Linked DNA regions of Sus scrofa: region 2 is linked to region 1. The links are chromatin contacts, called in public HiChIP or PLAC-seq maps. All regions are on one chromosome and are shown on one strand. Each heading gives the region's core, a stretch centred on a gene start, on an enhancer-like site or on the middle of the called end of the contact. The rest is flanking DNA. Distances are from core to core; before and after follow the strand shown.

Region 1 (4,416 bases), core at 938-3,437:
TTTTTTTTTTTGAGTTAGCATGATTAGAGACATTTAGCACTAAGTTTAAAAAATCAAAAGATCAGATCAAAAAATCAGAAGACTAACTTAAAAATTTAGTTCCTCTGGAACTTACGAATATAAGGTCTTTTCCAGTGATGATCCCTGAGTGTAAAAAACTTTGAAAATGCACCTCATCATTACTGTAGAACTGTAACTTATTCCAGGAGGTGAGATAAACCAGCTTCCCATTTATCAAGCTGTATTTGAACAGGAATGATAATAACTGACCTATAAATGGCTTCTTTTTTATATTGCCTGTGCAAATCAGGTCACTAGGAAATCATTGTTTATTAACTTGTTTCAGTGACATGATAGTGTGAAGTATTTCAAGACTTGTTCATCCCTTTTCCATGTGACTCAGGATTAGATTCTGCCCTTTGCTCTGCTAAGGTCCGTCTGACTCAAACAGGTAAACTGAACAGGAAACCGTGAGGACACAAACATGTGGTCATCACTCGAGTACCTTGCTTTGGTTACATAAACTCTTGATGTACTTGATGGCTTCTTTGCCAAGAGCTCGATAATTTCCCCCAATTGCTGATGCTGCTAAGTGCAAGGAAAACTATGGATGGTTATAAACTTTGCATGGTACTCATATACACTCATAGTGATATTTGGCATAATTAAACCTGTGATAGTAACTTCCTGGTTCATTTTCCATTCACTCCATTAGAGAGTTTGGGCCTTTATGGAGCACCACTGTATGCAGTTCATGGGGATATATAGTTCACATTTCTGGAAGGGCTGTGAGGTTTGAGTTATAATCCAGTGCTGTCATCGTATAATCTTTTCCTGGAAGGTGCATCTACATAACTTCCATAATTTTTAACTTCTTGGGTTTCCTAATACAGTACTGTGGGCTCTAGTTCTTGCCTTCCACCTCCATAACCCCTAAATTGTATATATACATATGAAAAATATTGAGATAAGTTTAGGACTTTCAAAGAAAGGCACCTACTTCTTGTTCTGGTGGCAGGTGGATGGAGTGTCACGGTGGAACATAAATGATGTTCCAGTTGGCTCCTGAAACTTGAAAAAGTTTCACTGTTTCAGCTGAAATGAATCGTCAGCTCAGTTTTTTTAAAAAAGATCAATTCAACAAGACAGGACTGATTGCTCAGGCAACTTAATTGCCTCTGAGACAAATGTTTAGAATAATTAATCACGTCTGATCTTTGGTATGGGTGTGTAGCCGTAATCTTTACTGTCTTATTTTGTTTAACTGTCTGTGTATATGTTCTCTAGGAAGGAGGCTGATTAAACTTTGAAATAGCTTGAGTCTATTGTCTGAACTATATTAATGTACATAATTATGCCTGGAAGATAAATTATAGCTAATTATAAAGTTTGTGTCTAGGACAGGTGATCTACACATTTTTTTCTTTTTAGCTTTTCTTTAGCTGTGTTTTAGGAGCTATTCAGGAGTATAAGTTTAGGTTCATAATCTGTGGCAGAGCTAAAGTCAGGGAGGGGTGGTCCCGCAGGACCTAAGTTGTCTCTTGTTGGGAAAAGCTCGAGATTGGGAAATAGAACTTTGGAGACATAGGTCAAAGGAGGATATGAAATATTTGCCCCACAACCCCATACATGCTTAACCTTTATTTTGGAGAGGAAAGGTTACTCACACTTACTGAATTAGAATTAGAATAAACCTGATTCTAGTGGTTTATAAACTCTTATATGTAACAGAATAATGGCTTAAGATCTGCCATTGTATTCAGTCTGAGCTCTTCTGCTTACGAACTTTGGAACTTCAGCATGCTGTTTGTTTATCCATTAGCCTCAATTTATTCACCTCTATAAAGGGTAGTGACAGTGCCTTATTGTGGTATTGTTATTATTTATTTATTTTTGTCTTTTTTTTTTTTTTTTTGTCTTTTTAGGGCCTCACCTGTGGCATATGGAGGTTCCCAGGCTAGGAGTTGAATCAGGGCTGCAGCTGCCAGCCTACGCCAGAACCACAGCAACGCAGGATCTGAGCTGAGTCTGTGACCTACACCACAGCTCACGGCAACACCAGATCCTTAATGCACTGAGCAAGGTCATGGATGGAACCCGAAACCTCATGCTTCCTAGTCAGATTCGTTTCTGCTGCGCCACGACGGGAACTCTGTATTGTGGTATTGTTCTTACAGAGAAATGAGGTCACGCTGGGGTTCCCTGGTGGCTCCATGGAGAAAGGATCTGGTGTAATCACTGCTGCAGCACAGGTTCCATCCCTGGAGTACCCCCACCCCCCAAAAAAGAAAGAAGGTAATGTGAGAAAGTGTCTAACAGTCCCTGGCATATATGGAAGATAATAAATGCTAGTTTCCTTCTTGTTCAGCTAAAGCTTAAGGAGGAAAGCTGGTGGAGATGTTTATGTATTTCATTACTTCAGTAACATTTGCTAAATCTATTTACCTCATTGTTGCTGGGTAGTTAAGACAGAGCAACACATATCAAAATATGCAGAGACATATTTTATAATTGAGCTACCACTCCTTTTTTTGTAATGCATTGTGGATTCTTACTTTACCTCTGTGTCTCTCAAAATCTCATGATTTTAAAATGTGTATTTTAAGCTGTTCTGGGTGTATTATGATTGAAATGGGGGTTCTTCAATTCCATCTATGGACTGTCTTTGGACTATCTGAGAATCTGCTGAATTGGCAAAGTGGTGTATGTTTGTGAATAGATATATATTTTCTTGGGAAGAGGAGGTGTGGCTTTTCATCATTTCTAAAAGCGTTAGGGGACCCTACAAGTTTAATGTTAATCTAAATGATGACTTTCTTATGCTTTTTGGTCAAAAGATATAAATGTTGGTATTGATACCTGTTGAAGATTTATTGTGTGCTGGACTTGGTATATGTTTTATTTCAGTGAAACCGGGGCCTTTATGATCTTCAAGTCCATAGAGACATTTTTAGAACACTTTCCAGGCACAGTTTGCCCTAATTTGGTAGAAGACCAAAACGAGGGATGGACGGTTCCTTCCACTGTCCAGTTTAACCACAGCTTTCACCCAAATGTAGATAGTGTGATTCATTAATAGTATTGTGTTTCTATACCATGCATTAAAGGCATTAAAGATTTTTTAAAGCATTAAAATGTGTGATGTTAAGATGATCATTTCATGAATCATGGGATAAGCTATGGAAGATTCAGATTGGTTAAAAGACCCACATCCCAGCAACCCATTTGCCTTGAAGCGTCCCTGTTACAGCTGAGAAAATTAGGAATAACACATATTGTCAACTAGCTGGACACTGGCCAGTTTGAGGAAGGCTCCAGTACAGAGTCTAAGCAAATTGTTTGTTGTGGAATTGACCCATCATGATAGGTACATAGCTTGAAATCATCGAAACTTGTGAGTTGGAGGTAAGGTTGTATTTGCCTTGATTAGAATTGTCCAGCCTTACAAGACGTCACCTGAAGTAGCCCTTTTGTACCTGGGGTTTGTCCATGTCTGTTGTGTTTTAATCATTGTTACTAATACAGTCATGACACCACTGGAAAGTCAGTTTTAGTGGTGTTTGCCGTCTCAGCCATTTTGCTCTGAGCACAGTTCCTATGCCTGGTTATGCAACTCTTAGGGTTCCTGTAGACGTGCCCTCCAGCTTCATTCGTTCACTTTATCCATCCAGTGTATAAGTATTGAACAACTACTATGTGCAAGATCTTCTGGGTTCCAAGTATTATTTCATTGCTTTTCAGAGTACACATCTGGGTATCGTTTTGGAGAATTATTAGTGTGTCTTATCCAGGGGAACAGATGAGAGAGAACAGGGAAATTCAGTAATTGTGTCAGTGTTCAAGCATCAAAAATGATGAATATCAAATAGAAATACCCATCTGGGCTCTTCTTTTTCCTGACCCCATGATCCTCTACAGTTTTACATCAAACATGTGTTGCAAAAATGTTTGTAACAGAATTGCTGTTTTTTAAAACCATCTTTAGAAGATTTCTCAAAGGATTTTGAATTTTTAGGGGATTAAGAAGGATTTTGCTTCATTTGGGGTAGAAATTTGGTGTCTCCATTGAAACTTGTAAACCAAACCAGAGAGCTTTGGATTCTCATTCATTTAGAATGTCCGAGGACATAAAAAGTGAAACAGGCCACTTTTTTCCTAATTCTGCATATTCATTACATTTTGTTTGTTTTAAGTTTCTACCGAATATGACTGATTTTGCTTGCTTCTTATGAACTCTGTTACAAATAAGGTCCTTAGGAAACCATTGAGGAAGGAGTAAACGCGAGCCTAATAATAAACTTTTCAACTAGGAGTGTTAACTAAATTGTGTATCCTTGGGCAAAGTTGCTTAATCTTCCAGGCTCTTGGTCTCCTTCTTGACAGTTTTTAAATTTTAAGGAGTTATCCTTCTACCTA
Region 2 (4,416 bases), core at 746-3,245, 160 kb before region 1:
GCTTTACTGCAGCTTGCCTTCAATCCCAAATTGCAAACACAAGCAGGATTGCTCCCTTGAGCATTCCGTGCCTGTGACCCTGCCTAAAGCCTGGTTCAAGTCTGCAGTCTGGGGGTCGTTAAGAGAGGAGAGAAAGTCAGGATGTCACTTTTCCTCTTTAAACTGATAATGACACAAAGGGAGCATGCCAGAGATTTGTGATCATTTTGACTCCATAATTCAATGACAGAGACTAGGCCTGAGGTAACAAATTGTGTAGGAAAGAAAGTATCACAACAGGAACAGGCAGGAACTAACTGATGCCTTGGAAATTTCTCTCCAAAGAAAACCTTGGCTTCCTCCCACCCGAATAGTTAACACACACATAAAAAGTATGTACTCAACATATAGAGCCAGTATTACACATGTGCATTGATCCGATCAAGTGGAGAATTCTCCAATTTCATAACTATTGAATGTATGTATGGGAATGGAGTTTTGGTAGAGGATGTTCTGGCCTATTCTTAATAATAATAAAGACTGCTGGAGCTCCTTGCTTTAAGCCGACATCATAAAAGCCAGATAAAATAAAGTGCTCAGAGGCGTTAGTCGAAATCCAGGAGCAGTTCAAAGATCCCTCTATTATATGTGACATTGCTCTCCCCGTGTTTTCACTGGAGTAATAATAACCTCTAACATTTATTGAGCTGTTTGTTACATGTGCCATGCTCTGCTCCAAGCACTTTAATATGATAACTCATTTGTTCTGACAACAGCCCTGCGAATGAGTTGCAATTGTAATCTTCCTTATATAAATGTGGGAAACTGAGGCAGAACTAAATTAAATAGTTTTTCTATAGTTACTCAGCTAGTGCATATCAAAACCAGCTAGTAGTTTGGTTCTGGCACCCATACTCCTGACCATTTACTGCACAGTTAAGAGAAGTGTCAAACAGTGGTCTCTGACTATAACCCTGCTTGGAAATGTTTTCTGAAAAAGTAGACAAGGAGTAATGAATCCCATTAATTTGGTCAATCTTAACAGTGAGTCTGGCACAGGAGAACTCTTACCCACTTAAAAAACCTCATATTCTCTGAATTATCTAAGTAATTTAATGCATTTCACAAACATTTTAAACAATACTGAAAATCGTTTCAATCCCAAAATCCTTTTGGCTGGTCCTTGAAAATAGTCTCTACCCACCCCCAATATAATTACAAGATTACATTATCATTCTCAAGGAGTAATTATCATATGCTATATATACTTCAGAGCTGGGACAATAGCAGCATTTAATATAGACACAATCTTTATTGTTAAGGACTCCAGCATACCGGACTCATCACTTTCATTACCATCAGTTTAAACAGATGCCACCTGAAGAATGTGACCTCTTTTTCTCTCTACATTAAAATCTCTTCCCCAAGCCCCATCGTCATTCCCTCCTAGATAGAGTCATGGTGTGTGTGTGAAAGACAGACAGACAGACAGACTGAAAGAAAGAGAGAGAAAATCATTGACCCTCTGCAATTTTATGGATGAGAAAAGAAAGCCATAGAATGAAACCTGCCCAAGATTACAGATGAGCCTGGGACCCAGGACTCCACTCTCAGCTCAGCCCTCCCAACCCAAATTCACCCTTAGAGTTCATAAACGTATTTAGACTGAGAGTACACTTAAAAAAAAAAAATAGTTTAAACAACCCTTTTTTTGACCCAAGATATATAAAGAAGGGGCTGTCTTACGCCTTTCTTCCTTTCAGATGTGTTCCTGGAATGTCTTCACCAGATGTTTACCCAAGAAATTACAGTCCCAGAGTCTTCAACATGTGCGTGCGTTTTCAAAGCAGCATTTTAGATCTGAACCTAATTAATGATTTTCTTTTCTTTCTTTTATTAAAAAAAAGGGGGGGGTGGATTAGTTTTGCCTGCAAGTGATCCGAGTCTTTACCGAGTCTGCGTTAACGTCACTCACTTTCACTCTGGGACGTGCTAGTCTCACAGTCTAGTTTTGTTCAGACTTTATTCTGCTCCAAGCTGCATTACAAGCCACTTGTCCATGCTGCAAAAGGTGGGGTTAGCGTTTGGGGTGACGAGCTCTTTTGCTCTTTTTTTCCCTTTCCTATACGTGAAGCAATCTGGAATCATTCCACTTGGCCCTGCGCGCAGCGTGCACACACACACACGCACACACGTGTACCATGCATGTGTGGGCGCCTATAGAACTGTGTAGACGCGCGTTTGTGATTTAAAGTGACAGGACCAAGAGCCAGACTGAAGCAGTGAATTATTTTACGTGATAAATCAGCCCGATCGTCTGCGCACTGTACTGGCATTATTCACCCGAGTGCTCGGCGGTTACTGCGGACGTGCACTGCGGCAAAAACGTCCTCGGAGCCGCTAATTTTGTGGCCACTGCGGCGGCGGCGGCGGCGGAGGCGGAGTGGGGGCGCGAGCACGGATTGATTTTTCAAGATCACGTCTCCATCAGTGCGGTCACCAAATCGAATCCAGTTGACTCCAGAAGCCTCATTGGAAGCATGTGGATTGGGTTTTGTACCTGAGATTGTTAAAATACTTTTTTTTTTTTTTTTTTTTTTTTTTTTTTTTTCCTTTTGAGAGAGGAGCTGAGCTGTTGGTGCAGGGAGATATACCTTTTCTGGTTTATTTTCCTTTTACGTTAAACAAAAAGGAAAAGAAAGAAAATGGCTACCACCTCTTCCTGAGCACTGAGGAGGCCAGACCTTTGCGAACCGGGAGACGGTGCTTGAAACCCTTTTTCTTCCCTGTATCTCTCCCGCACCCCTCACCCCCAACCTTCTACTGTCAGCTCTGCTACAGCCCAAGGAGAAAAATGGTCATAGGCACTTGTGTCGGTCATTTGCCCTCAGTCTTGCTCTTTTCTTAGGACAAGTAGTTACCAGTTTTTCCCCTTCTTTTTACAAACTGGTCCTTTTCATCTGGTTTCCAAATCCTTTTGCTAAAAATGGGTCCGGGACATTTGATTTGTCTTTTTAAACACCCAGCGTTGCAGCGGTGAACAGCAGCAGGCGTGGGGTGGGGGCATTCTCCTTACTGGAGATGACCTGGGGCAGACACAACCCAGTGGGTGCACACACCTCTGGCGGGGGAAGGGGTAGGCTGATTAACAAATTAGTTACCAAATGTGTATTGATGCCTGCGAGTTTTTAAAAAGCACATCCAGAATTTCACTTTCACGTGTGCCTGATTGTATTGCTCTTCTCTCTAGCCGAGCATATGGATCTTACTAATCATTGACATTTAAAATGTGGTATTCCAAAGACTTGGGAGACAGCTTTGGATTCTCACTTTGTTTGCATGATAAAACCTGAGTGTCTTTCAAGAGGGTAGGAAACCTTTCGCATTGGTGAATCTGGCATTGACATATTTATCCCAGACTTTTACTTCTCCCCAAGCTGCCTACCAAGCTATGGTGGTATTTGCCAAATTGGGAAGATAATTGCAGTATCGATGTGTGAGTAATGACACAGTGTTGCATAATAATAATTTAAGCAACTGTGTTTTTGTTTACGGTGATGTAACTTTCCCAGAGTTTGTTTGTAGCTTTAAAGGGTTTAAGTGCGAGCAGATTGCTCTTGAGCAGCTGCCCTGAAGAAAGTGAGCTTGATTCAGCTCTCCGGTTTAGGGATCTGCAGTCCCCATCTTTATCTGCAGTCCCAACCTGGAGGTCCCAGGAGCTGAGTGGAAGGAGCTGATGACTTGGCTTTACCTGATAAAGCCTGCCTGAATTGTTCATGACATGGAAGAATACTCCTGTTCAAGGCAAATTAAAAAGCCAGAGGCAGCAGTACTGTGAAAAGCCAGCTCAGTTAAATGGGCAGCATATAACATAGCTGAAATACAGCTCTTTAATGAGTGTGTCTCAAGTGGTAAAAATGAGTGCAAATGAATTCAAAACCAACCACCCCATTTGCTCCAACATTTCAAACATACTGAGACTGTCATGTGTTCAGGCTGCTGTTTCATAGCCCATGATGTGTAGACAGTGTACATTTTCCATGTTATAATGACTTGGAGATAGACAAGTATTTTAATTCGGTCGTTAGAGTAGAGACAAGTGAAAATCAGTTATACATCTAGGTCCACAGCAAGGCGGCCTACAAACTCATAGGAAACCCACACTTTCCAGGCACCAATATGTCCACTGTCCTTTTTCTTAAAGACCCAGATTCCAGGGCCGCAGACTTGGGCATGAATCTGATTTATAACTATAAAAGTGACACACCAAGATCTATTAATTTACACTCAGACATAAGAAAAGTAACAAATGAAGAAGTCTTTGTTGGCCGTAAGGCATGCCTGTAAACTTGGGAAACGCTTCCCTATAGTTGATCTGAATTAATACTTTTTTGTGATATCAATGAGTTGCCATTATAGAGATCATATTCAGGCAGG

The links. HiChIP or PLAC-seq counts read pairs in DNA pulled down with a chosen protein or histone mark.
Region 2: an H3K27ac HiChIP or PLAC-seq map of alveolar macrophages shows a contact between it and region 1. The contact joins two enhancer-like sites. A contact is called at or near these places in 3 of 5 promoter capture datasets (fetal liver and liver), 5 of 47 Hi-C or Micro-C datasets (alveolar macrophages, embryonic fibroblasts, liver and 1 more) and 2 of 2 datasets of contacts at active chromatin or transcription factors (alveolar macrophages and skeletal muscle).

What each region holds. Positions count from the first base shown.
Region 1 is chr6:151,080,967-151,085,382 of Sscrofa11.1, reverse strand. All of the region lies in intron 2 of NFIA (nuclear factor 1 A-type), which reads left to right. Among named protein-coding and RNA genes, the nearest start is that of NFIA, 150 kb to the left of the region's middle. Within about 2 kb of position 2,187, at least 6 of the 83 cell types and tissues checked have an H3K27ac peak or open chromatin away from gene starts, as enhancers often do. A contact at or near this core is called in alveolar macrophages, fetal liver and liver, where this site is marked.
Region 2 is chr6:151,242,855-151,247,270 of Sscrofa11.1, reverse strand. LOC106507659 (a long non-coding RNA gene) reads right to left here. Exons shown (of 2, transcript XR_002345466.1): 1 at 1,726-4,416. Among named protein-coding and RNA genes, the nearest start is that of NFIA, 15 kb to the right of the region's middle. Within about 2 kb of position 1,995, at least 31 of the 83 cell types and tissues checked have an H3K27ac peak or open chromatin away from gene starts, as enhancers often do. A contact at or near this core is called in alveolar macrophages, fetal liver and liver, where this site is marked.